3 separate regions of the Canis lupus genome follow, and regions 1 and 2 are each linked to region 3. The links are chromatin contacts, called in public Hi-C maps. All regions are on one chromosome and are shown on one strand. Each heading gives the region's core, a stretch centred on a gene start, on an enhancer-like site or on the middle of the called end of the contact. The rest is flanking DNA. Distances are from core to core; before and after follow the strand shown. Region 1 has its middle 19 kb from the start of TARBP1. Region 2 has its middle 88 kb from the start of IRF2BP2. Region 3 overlaps IRF2BP2 (interferon regulatory factor 2-binding protein 2).

Region 1 (3,513 bases), core at 317-2,816, 93 kb before region 3:
CACTTAGCTTCCATTTTGAAGCCCCCAATCCCGATGAAATGTAATCACTGGGGAAAAAAAATATCTCAAGGATTGTTTATTAGGGCAACCACATCTGGCATGAAAAGAGGCTGCAAACACTTTGTTACTCTGGTCTTCTGACTGCTAAGGGGGGGGGCGGGTGGCGAATGGTTTTTACGTAATCCCAAACCTCAGCCTCGAAGAGTTAATGATGTTACTCATGCCACTGGGGCATGAAAGAGAAGCTTGCGTTTTTGGGTGGTTATTGCTTGCCCAGAGCGTTGGAATGAGCCATCAGGCTGAGGGCCAAGGTACTCGGGCCACCCATGCAGTGAAATAATCCTCAAGAAATGCACTGCCTGGAATGGAAATGAAAGTAAAGCGAACAGTCATTCCAGGGCATTTACTAAATATTCCTGACAGTCATTCAGTCTAAAGTTTGCCTGATTCTCAATGCTGCAAATCTGAGATTTGGAATATGTTACAAAGATCACAGGAAATGATTGAAATCAAGCAGTTGGAAAACTCTTGTTCTTGTCAAGCTCCAGGTCGTAACAGTGAGCTCTGTTCTTATTTCAGTTCCAATAGGAATGAATAATTAATAACCCACTTTTTGAATGGAAAGTACATTTCAATGGATGAGTGATGCTTTCAGAAGGCCCTCTGAGGGTTATTGTTTATTTCCTTATTTCCTTCATTCTGAAGTGGGACCCTGGGTGAGAAGAAAGAAGCAATATTCAAATGTAGGATGGCCTACATTTTTGACTCATAGGAGACGCATGTGAATACAGAAAAGCGGAATCTAATGTTGACATCGGCATCTACTGTCTAGGCACTCTGTTCCAGGTCTTGGAAGTACTTGCTTACTCTTCAGTGTGATCGTTGGCATTGGCCTGGTTTTTCAGATGAGGAAATCAGGCTCAGAGAGGTTAAGTAGTTTGCTTAAAGTCACACAGCTAGTAGATTCCAGGACTACAAGTTGGAACCATGTATGCCTGACTTCACAGCCCGGGTCCATTCTCTTTCCGCCACGGCATTTAGCAAACGCGCAGGAGCGCCACGCTGGGAATGATCTAGGAGGTCATTTAGGCGAACCCTCGAAATAATGTAGCCATTCTTCTGGTGTTCTCCACTAAGTCAAAAGCCAAACAGGTATAAATATGCCTGAAATCCAAAGCTGAAGCCTAAAGAAATAAAAGCAACTCTTCAGAATGCAGGCAGAGGGCAACACATAATGCTGCTATGAGTGGGATGGCCATGGCATCCTGAGGTTCTGTGTGCTGTAAATAAGAGACTCGGGGGGAATGCTACTATCTCAGAGTCCTCTGCCCTGGATCCCCCCTACAGGTCCCAGAAGGAAAAGTCATGCTCAATAGCACCCACTCAAATCTACAGAAAGCCACCTAAGTGGAGTGAGTGTGGGTGACGGGCTTCAGGCCACACAAGTTGGTGGCAGAGCCAGAACTATTTCTGCCACTTACTGCCATGTCTCCATTGTACCCTCGTGCTGCTTGTCCTTGCTACCTCACACGTCTCTCACCATGACTAGCTCTGTGTGAATTTGGTGAGGAAACCCAAAACCAGGTTTCAGTTTTCATTACATACCGGAAACTTGGCCTCAGATCACTAAGAGGTTCACTGTGGTTTGTGAACCTTTTAAGCAGATGGAGCCAGGCTCCTGCCATACTTCTGCCCCCACTGATGCCAGCAGGGATTTATGGGTGTGAGCGGGAAGCGGGACCTGTGGAGCACACATTGCCATGTGCCAGGTGCAGGCTGGCCTGGTGTGACACGGGGCATCCAGGAGCCTCTGCAAATCACAGCTGCGGAGTTTCTCTGAGCTCTGGGTTTGGGGGGAATGGCTTTCCGGAGAGAGAGGAAAGGAGGGGAGGGGATGATTTAGGAGGTGTGCCTATTCATTTGCAAATGAAGTTATGGAAGTTGCTAGTGAGATTTATATAGGTAATTAAGTGATAATGGCTGTGTAAGGCTGCTTGAGTTGGATTTCCTGTAAAACAACTGAAAGGACCAAGGCCTTTTTGAGCAATGTCTTATTGTTTAGCATTTTCAAAAACAATTTCGGTTTCCACAGTACTTTGTACTTGCTAAATAGTGACTCCTCAAAGCACCCTTGGAGGGCATCCCCCAAAGACTGGTGGTCTCCATGCAGGGCACATAGTAGATCACCCCCACTCCCACCCCAGGCGATTGAAGGAGGGACCAGAAGACATCCTTCGATTGGCCTGGCTAAGCAGAGAATGCTTTGTTTTGTTTTAAATCATCAAGATCCTCTGAAAAACCAGCCTAGAGTGATCCAGTTTAATTAAGGGGACCAAGCAAACTATGAAGAAACCAGGTACAAACACTGTGCAAGGATCTTGTAAGAGTTCAAGTCCAAACTGCTGTGTAAAAGAGTGATGGCTGTCTTCCCAAGCCAGCTGTCCATGGGGGCCAGGATACCCACTAGAGTGGGAGAAAAGAATAAAGGAGAAAAGTGAGAGTCTGAGTCCAATCCAGACTGGATAATCAGTCCTCAATTAGATTAATTAATAGCTGCTTTCTCTCTATATATGTTATTTTATATTTGGAAAGACAGAAAGACTCGCTTATCTACATATGTGTGCCAGAATGAGGGCCATTTCTTAGAAAGTGATGGGCTGTGGCTTTCTGATTTCTGATTCTTTCTTTTCCTTTGGTGGAAAGGAAATAAATGGTGAAAGTCGAAATAAATATTCAGCCCCAGGACGAAGCGTGTAGAAGACACTTGAAGAGATAATGTACTGTTTTGAACATTCGAGGTGCAGCCTGCTTAATGGGGAGTGCTGAAAAGCTCAGCTTCTTTTCATGTTTGTCCTCTTTTGGGGTTTTAAAATACTCTTTCAATTCTTTCGGTTCTATGGGCGAGGGCTCGAGGGCTTGCACGTCTGTAAGCTGAGAGACAGGTTTTGAAAATTATGGTGCACCTTGATTCAGTGAAAGAAGGTAAGTGCTGACTTTTCCCTTTGCGTCTTTGGGTTGGTATCTGCAGCCAACATCTATAAATAAACCTCGTAGTAGGGGATTCAGTGAGGCACAAAAGCACGGCGGTGGTCCATATCAGACACTCGCTCGATATCTATCTAGTTGGAATAGAAAAGAAAGTGCCAAACAAGAGGCACCGTCAGAAGTTCAGAGGGGGCCTCTTTTGGATGCTGTGGCAAGATGAGGGAAGTTCAAAGAGAAGAGGAGGTGGTCGTGCTGGGTCCTGAAGCAAACCTATGACTAAGGTCGCAGGAGGGAGAAAAAAGAGAGATCCAGGAATCAAAGCTGGGCTGGGCCCGCTGGTGCCTTGTCAATACTGAGAGGTCACTGGGAGAGGCAAATCAGAGGGCCGGATGCCGGATAAGGAATTCCAAACGTGCCCGTGTACTCAAGAGGAGACTTTATTGTCCTCAGAATCTGAATAGAAAATAAGCCAAATTAATAAATGTGTCATCAGATGTCTAAAAGTGGAACGTGCCAACGCAGTATCGC
Region 2 (3,598 bases), core at 30-2,529, 90 kb after region 3:
GGCCGGAGAAATTATGTCAGTGGCCGTGAAGAAATAGCCAAGAGAGAATTGTCCTGGAAAGGCCTAAGTTGGCACGTCTGGAGGCCAATATTCCAAAATGGGAAGGTGTATGAGACTTACAGTGCAGGAATTGAGGAAATCGGGGTGCAGGAGCTCAGAGCATAGGGTCCCAGCCTCTGGTTGAGCTGAAGCTGAGACCCCAGCAAGGGACTGGCTCCTCTCCATTTGTTGGGGTAAGTCCAGAGAGCCAACCCAGGGAAGAAGAGTGGGGAGGTGCCCAGGACACAGGAGGGGATGACAGCATCACCTCAACATCTTGTGGCGGCAGCTCCCTGTCGCCGGATCACATGGGGTTCTGCCCAGAGGTGAGTCTGGCCAATGCTGGGCCTCTGGTCCCAGCTGTTCCATACCTAGGGTTTCTCTTGTTCTGAATCGTTGCCCACGTGCTAACTGCACAAGGAGGATAGAATAATGATGTTCCAGGCAGAACCGGAAGGAAGGCACAGCAGATGAAAATGGAACAAAGAGATGTGTGGTTGGAACCCTGGGAAGAAGTTTCCCCAGTGACATCCAAATAGGCTGCAAATGGCCTTTAGCAGGGAACTCCCTGTCATAATCTAAACCAGAACCCAACGAGGCAGGGTGGATGGCTAAGAGCGAGCACATGGGTGCAAGGGAGGATGGCGGCGAGGCCACCACTTGGATCCCCCAGAACTAGGTGTGTCCCCACTGAAGAGAGCTGCCCTCTCCCAAAGGAAAGATCAAGGTTAAATCTGCAACTGTCAGTGTGTCTGGCAACAAAATAAAAGGAAACCACATTCTCCATGAATGAAGGAGGAAGCAGGAGGAAGGTAGTTGTTGGTTTTTTTTTTTTCTTTTTTCTTTTTTTAAAACATGAGTAAGATCCTCAATATGTTTGAGATTATTTAGCAAATTCTCTGAAAAAAGCCTCGGGTCACAAACCAACAGATCATGGATGTAGAAACCATATTCTTCCGATGTCCCTCCCCTCCTCAACCCCAAAGATAGCAGGGTGGGCGTCGTGGGGGTCTCTGTTTAGTTAACCATTAACAATTCATAAAAGTCCAGACCTCTGCACGATAAGTCCAGTCCTTGGAATGTTATTAGAAAATCCTATTTCTGGTCTGTTATGAAACAGAGGTTTTGATGTGCTGCCAGGTTTATGGGGAACTCTGGAAACAGAACACTTGCTGCTCTGAGGAGCTGAGGCCAGTGGGTGTTACATAAAGCTTTCCTAGCAACTCAGGTTTATCACAGAATGTGAGGCTGCAGTGGAAAAAAGCAAACGAGTTAATGCAAAACATGAGCCAACCCACTATCCCCATTTGCTCTGAGGCCAGCCAGCAAATTTGTGGGAGTGATTTTAACCCATGGGGCCCCGCAGGTCTGGGACTCTGCTTGGCTGCAGGTTCAGCCCAAAAATGCTTGGACGGCTCAGAGCCCAAAGGCACCTTCATGTAGAACTCACGGAAATGCAAAACAGCTCTGTTTTTTGTTTTGTTTTGTTTTGTTTTGTTTTGTTTTGTTTTTGCCTCTGAACCAACTGCTGATTGAAATTCACACAAACACATCTTCTTTCGCCGTCCTGCACTGCTCTTGCTTTCTCTGGGCATCGCAGGAATAAAAGCGAGTAAGGTCACATCGTCAAATCCCTGCCAAGTAAAATGCATCTAATGGCGCGACTGTGTGTCTGAAGTAAATGGATAAGAATCTCATTTCTAAGCTCTTGGACCCCAAATTATGCAGATTAGGATCGAATCTTTCTTTGGATATGGTTGCCGACTTTTGTGGGGTTTCTAAAAAGCATAGGTCCAGTCAATAGTTGTACACCTCTCGGGCGTGGGAGGGTAGGGGTGGAAGGACATGTGGGCAGCAACCACACAGAATACCATCTGAACTGCAAATCAAGGCCAACAGTCTACTAGGATCTGCTCGCATATGACCAGTGTTACAGACAGGAGGAGATTGCTCAGCTGGGAGGGTGGGTCTGACATGTTGGGCTGGGTGGCGGTGGGGGTCACCTGTCAAGAAAGAAGCTGGTTGAATTGGAACTCAAATGGAGAGAGGAAAGGCAGTTGGAGGGGAGCAGGTTCCTCAGTGGACAGCACTCAATAAACCTGCCTGGGGACCTAGAGCCTCTCTCTGCGCCACCCCTGGACCAGGGTTCAATGCCTGCTTCCGGGACAATTGGGGACAGAAGAACTAATTACTTCATTTGGGAAGGAAAACACCCATTTCATAAAATCCCAGAGCTCCGTGTCCCTGTGAAGGCAGTCAGCACAGTGGGCAGATGATAATCTTTCCTTACATAAACCAGATCACCCCAAATCTAGAAGATCCATAACCGCCAGTCATTCTTGCAGAAGGTGAAAACAGCTTGTTTGCCTTAAAACAAAGAAACCCCAAGACCTCCTCATTGGCTTGGAAGTTGAAGTCGCTCAGTAGAAGGTGCATTTCTATTTTCGGTAGGCCTTGAGAAGTCACCAGAAATCCAGAAAAGAATTTGCCCCGAGATGTCTCTTAAAAGATTTCATAAAAGCACAAACAAAGACAGACGGAGGTCACTAAAAGCAGCAGCAGATCTGCCTGAGGAAGACGGTGGCGTCCAGCCACAGTCCCTTCACCATCTAATAATAAGGTATTATTATGCCCATTTGATGATAACGAGGAGGGGAACCCTCTGCAGAAGGCTTCGCCCCAGGATTCCTGCCCCGCCCGCAGGTGGGGGCGCCGGCCTGCAGGCCTCGGCCGCCGGCCAGTGTCTGGTCGAGCAAAGCTGTCTGCAGCCGGAATGGCCCGAGTGAGCCAATTGCAATTGAAATGAGATCAATACTACTCCTTTTTCTCTTGCTGGCTCCCGAGTGATTCATGAATCTGAAAACCAGTTCATGAATCAGAGTGAGGTGGGGAGGTGGTGGGGGGGTGGCTGGGGCGGGGGCGGGAGCACATTTGTGCTGTCAGGAACCTCAGTTTCTTTCGTGAACCCAGCCATGAGTTGCATAACGCTTGCCTGCCTGCGAGTTCTAACCGGTCTTTTCGGAAGTAGCTTTTGGCTTCCATTTGTTCCTTCTTTTCCTTCTCCAAAAGGGAAAGAAATGACACCGTGTGCCGATTGTGTGTTCCTCTGTGTCGGTGGGTAGCTTCACGCCCTTTGTGTAGCTGAGAATGTGTGTTCTTTGTATGTACGTGAGCACGAGTCCGTGTGTGCGTATGTATGTGTGCGCGCGTGTATAAATGGCTTTTGGATGCACGTTGTATGTGTGCCTGTGTGCTTGTGTGTGTTTGTGTGTGTGTGTGTGTGTGTGAGGGGGGGGGGCGGAGAGAGAGAGAGAACAAGCAACGTGGGACCGGCCGCAGGCCCTTTAAACCTGAACAGGAGCCAAGTTGATTTCTCAGCGGAGCTTCATAAGGAAGCAGGAGATGGGGCAGTTGGAAACCACAGCCCTGTGAGTGCTGATTACAGCCTGCTAAGGAAAATGAGATTTTTATCTCACAGGAATTCAGTTATAAAAATAAAATACAACGTCTGGCTTGATTCAGCTAAATGTACAAGCACCGGGGCGTTTTTAATTTAACG
Region 3 (3,405 bases), core at 384-2,883:
CTTATCTGTATTAAGATTGCAAAGCATACAGATAGCTACCACAAATTAGGTCAAATAACTGATCAACTTGCAAAATCTATGAGGTCAAATTCCAGTTTATAATAAAGTGCTTAGATACACATTTATATAACAAACCGTAATTGTTGAATTCTTTACAAATGTCTTTATGGGCGTGTAAAATCGACTCTGTGTTTCTGCATGTGTGCATTTACATAAGAGAAACCAGTCTGATCTGAGTCATAGATGCGCCAATTAAAAAAAAAAAAAGTGTAACAACAAACTGGTTAATCATGCAAGTCTGTTTGTAATATAACAATGACCGGTAACATGAATTTGCACAGCATTAATAATAAGTGCACTCATTAAAAACACACACAAAAAAATACTGTATTTGGTGCAGTATCTGATTTTCAAGTGTTAATAACTCGACCATTAAAAAATATTTGAGCAATTTAAAAAAGACAAAAACGTAACTAAAAAAGAATCCAAAGAGGATAATAATCTCTATCTTCAAATTAGAATAGAAGCTAGGTCGTAAACAATACACTTAAGTTGTAGACCTTGAAGCCATGATTCAGCCTAATTATAGGGCCAAGTTACAAACACCTGAACATAAAAGGATATAAAATAGTGTTCCTGTCAATGTTAAATTGTAACAGCACAAAAGAAAAACCAGTATCATTGTGAGACAACTATTTCTAATAACAGATGATTTATTGGTTTAAAAAAAATCATTTTACTGATGCAAAATAGTGATCAAAGAAATTAGTTTACAAAAGGTTTCTAAGAATAGTTTGAGAGGTGGGGCGCCTGCCTATTATTAAAACCCTTTCTTTAATTTTCACTAGTTTATCATTTTTTTTTTTTTTTCCAGAAGAACAGTATTATTCACTTGGTATTTCAAACACACATAAGAAGGAAATTACAGGTTTCCTCCACCCCCATCTGGGCTGTCACTGATATGCCCACGGGCAGTCCTGGCAGCACCATGCGCCGTTACTGTCATTGTACCATACTGTATTTAGCACTCACTAGAAACAGGGTGTAGGTGATAGTACCAACAGCAATAGCACTACAGGTAAATGATAAAAACAAAACAAAACACAAAACAGAAATGAAACCAATCCCACAATCTCCAAGTTCACCTGAACTGTAACTTCTCTTGCAACTCTTTTCAAAGGAAAAGACACCACCAACAACAAACAGAGCTCTAGGGTGTTTAAAAAGATAAAGTGGCGCTGCAGAGCCAGGCTCTGTTCAAAGATGGCAGTGCCATCTTGTACACACCACCATCCATTATCACCGCCTTCAGTCACTGAATTGTGTATTATGTAACCAACTAGCATGCAGCATTGTAATCTTACAACTGATCACGTGGTCAGTGAACAGTGGTCAACTTTGCCTTTAAAAAAAAAAAAAAAAATCCCCCCCCCCCCCCAAACCACACAGTCCTGAAAATCTCTCAGCAGCAACTCTCAGGCAGTCAATACCCCAACAACTGAACTTTCAGAACAAAATAGATAAAAGATTCAAAATCTATTTTCCTACTACTCTGAGAGGACAATGTTTTGGGGTAAACTTGGTGATATTTCTCAGTGGCATGCCACCCACTTCACAACAGTGCCCCCTTGGCTCCTTCCCTTTCCTTCTCCACCAACTGGCCTCCAGCCTGAGAAAGGGGCCAGCATTAAGGAATAACAGACAGTAAGGCAATCTTACAATGTCAGAAAATGTATTTGGCTTTTTTTTTTTTTCTTTTTAAAAGAAGTGCATACAAATACAGCTAGAAGCATTTCGGATTTGCCAAGTGCTCTAAAAAAGCAGCGCAAGTCACAGCCTACATTGAACGGTAACTGTCACCAGGATAATAAAGCACAAAGATATGCTAATAACATTAACAAAAGAAGAAAATGCCTTTATAAGTACATACCTTTTGTCGTCAAAAAAAAAATATAGAAACACAATGTATTCAAAAAAAAATCAAAATTATACAGCCATGTTTATGAAGTCTACATTTCCCTTGTCTTGGATATATATATATATATATATATATGCACATATATATATATATATATATATGAGTGTGTGTGTGTATATATATGTATATATGTATATATACATATATATATATATATATATATATATATGGAGATATATACACAATTCAAGCAGTTTTAGTTAAGGGTAATCATTGGGTTTTTCTGAAACCGGAAAGTCACGAGTCTCTCTCTTTTTTCACTTTCACATCTCCAGCAAGGATGGTTGCAATTTCCCCTTGCATAAAGGCCCAGGGGACATTGGAGCCCACAAGAGGGCATTTTTCCCCACTGGGACAATAGACCTCTCCACTAGCTCCCTGCTGTTTGATGCTTTGTCTGGAGCAAGGGAAGCAGAACTTGTGCGAAGGGACAGACGGGCACTGCACAAAGTGGGTGTCCTCCAGCCGCTCGTGGCAGAGGGTGCAGCATAGAGGGGCGCTGGCTGCCAGAGAAGAGTCTGGGAGGCTGGCAGGGTGCACTGGCTCCAGTCCTCCTGTGTTGCCTGCCCCCTGGCCCCCCACCTCTCTGGGGCCTAGCCTTCTTTGGTTCATAGAGGACGGAGAGGGTGGACTGCTGCTATTCCTCCTGGTGGTGGAGTGAACCTGGTTGGCATCTTTTGAGGCATGACTGCCCCCTGCATTGTCTGCTACTAAGATCAGGGCTGCCATGGGCGACTGGCCGTTCTGAGCCGCTTCAGGCGGTGTGGTCCGGTTGGAATGAGGTGAGGCAGTGGGTGGTGGTGGAGACACAAAAGAGGATGTAGGAGTAATGGGGATCTTGAGCCCTTCGGTGGGTGTGGACAGCCATGGCTGTGCCTCTCCATTGATCTTAGGGGGGCCGACTTCACCTTCTGGTTCTGGCGAAGGCTTTCTCTTCCTTGCTGTTCTGGCAACTGAGAAGGGGGAGAAAAGAAAACAGTAAACGGATGTGCACTGAAAAGGACCTTTCTTTCACGAACACAAAACAAGATCCGCTAAAGAATTTCTATTCTCCCCAAGCCCCTATATAAAAATCTCACTCAGGAGTTTCAAGTGCACGTGCAACTCCCAACACTTAGGACTCACGGGGCTCTCAGGCAGTATTTGAAAATAAGCCACAGAACGCAGCACCGCAGTGACAGCCTGTTTTTACACATGCACGCACGCACGTCCGCCCCGTACCTACACGTGGAACCCGCGCATTCAATTGCTAACGGCCCCCAGCAAGGTAAAGGGTGGCTGGTGCCCTCCCGCTCCCACCCAAGAATGTGCTGGGAAAGGAAAACCCTGTGTCAGTGCCTATCAGCCCAGTCTGACTCATCTCTGTTATGCTGCTTCAGCACATGAACACGTTGCCACTAAGCACTGGTTCCGCCTCGGGCAGATCA

The links. A called contact is a pair of places that touch in the nucleus more often than the background predicts.
Region 1: a Hi-C map of skin fibroblasts shows a contact between it and region 3, with 4 times the contacts expected there. The contact joins two enhancer-like sites. A contact is called at or near these places in 7 of 9 Hi-C or Micro-C datasets (amygdala, blood, liver and 2 more).
Region 2: a Hi-C map of skin fibroblasts shows a contact between it and region 3, with 3 times the contacts expected there. The contact joins two enhancer-like sites. A contact is called at or near these places in 6 of 9 Hi-C or Micro-C datasets (amygdala, blood, liver and 2 more).

Annotation. Positions count from the first base shown.
Region 1 is chr4:5,710,959-5,714,471 of UU_Cfam_GSD_1.0, reverse strand. No RefSeq gene overlaps it. Among named protein-coding and RNA genes, the nearest start is that of TARBP1, 19 kb to the left of the region's middle. Within about 2 kb of position 1,566, at least 9 of the 20 cell types and tissues checked have an H3K27ac peak or open chromatin away from gene starts, as enhancers often do.
Region 2 is chr4:5,527,787-5,531,384 of UU_Cfam_GSD_1.0, reverse strand. No RefSeq gene overlaps it. Among named protein-coding and RNA genes, the nearest start is that of IRF2BP2, 88 kb to the left of the region's middle. Within about 2 kb of position 1,279, at least 7 of the 20 cell types and tissues checked have an H3K27ac peak or open chromatin away from gene starts, as enhancers often do.
Region 3 is chr4:5,618,424-5,621,828 of UU_Cfam_GSD_1.0, reverse strand. It overlaps IRF2BP2 (interferon regulatory factor 2-binding protein 2), which reads right to left. Exons shown (of 2, transcript XM_038533875.1): 2 at 1-2,931. The coding sequence ends at 2,216. Among named protein-coding and RNA genes, the nearest start is that of IRF2BP2, 3.0 kb to the right of the region's middle. Within about 2 kb of position 1,633, at least 3 of the 20 cell types and tissues checked have an H3K27ac peak or open chromatin away from gene starts, as enhancers often do.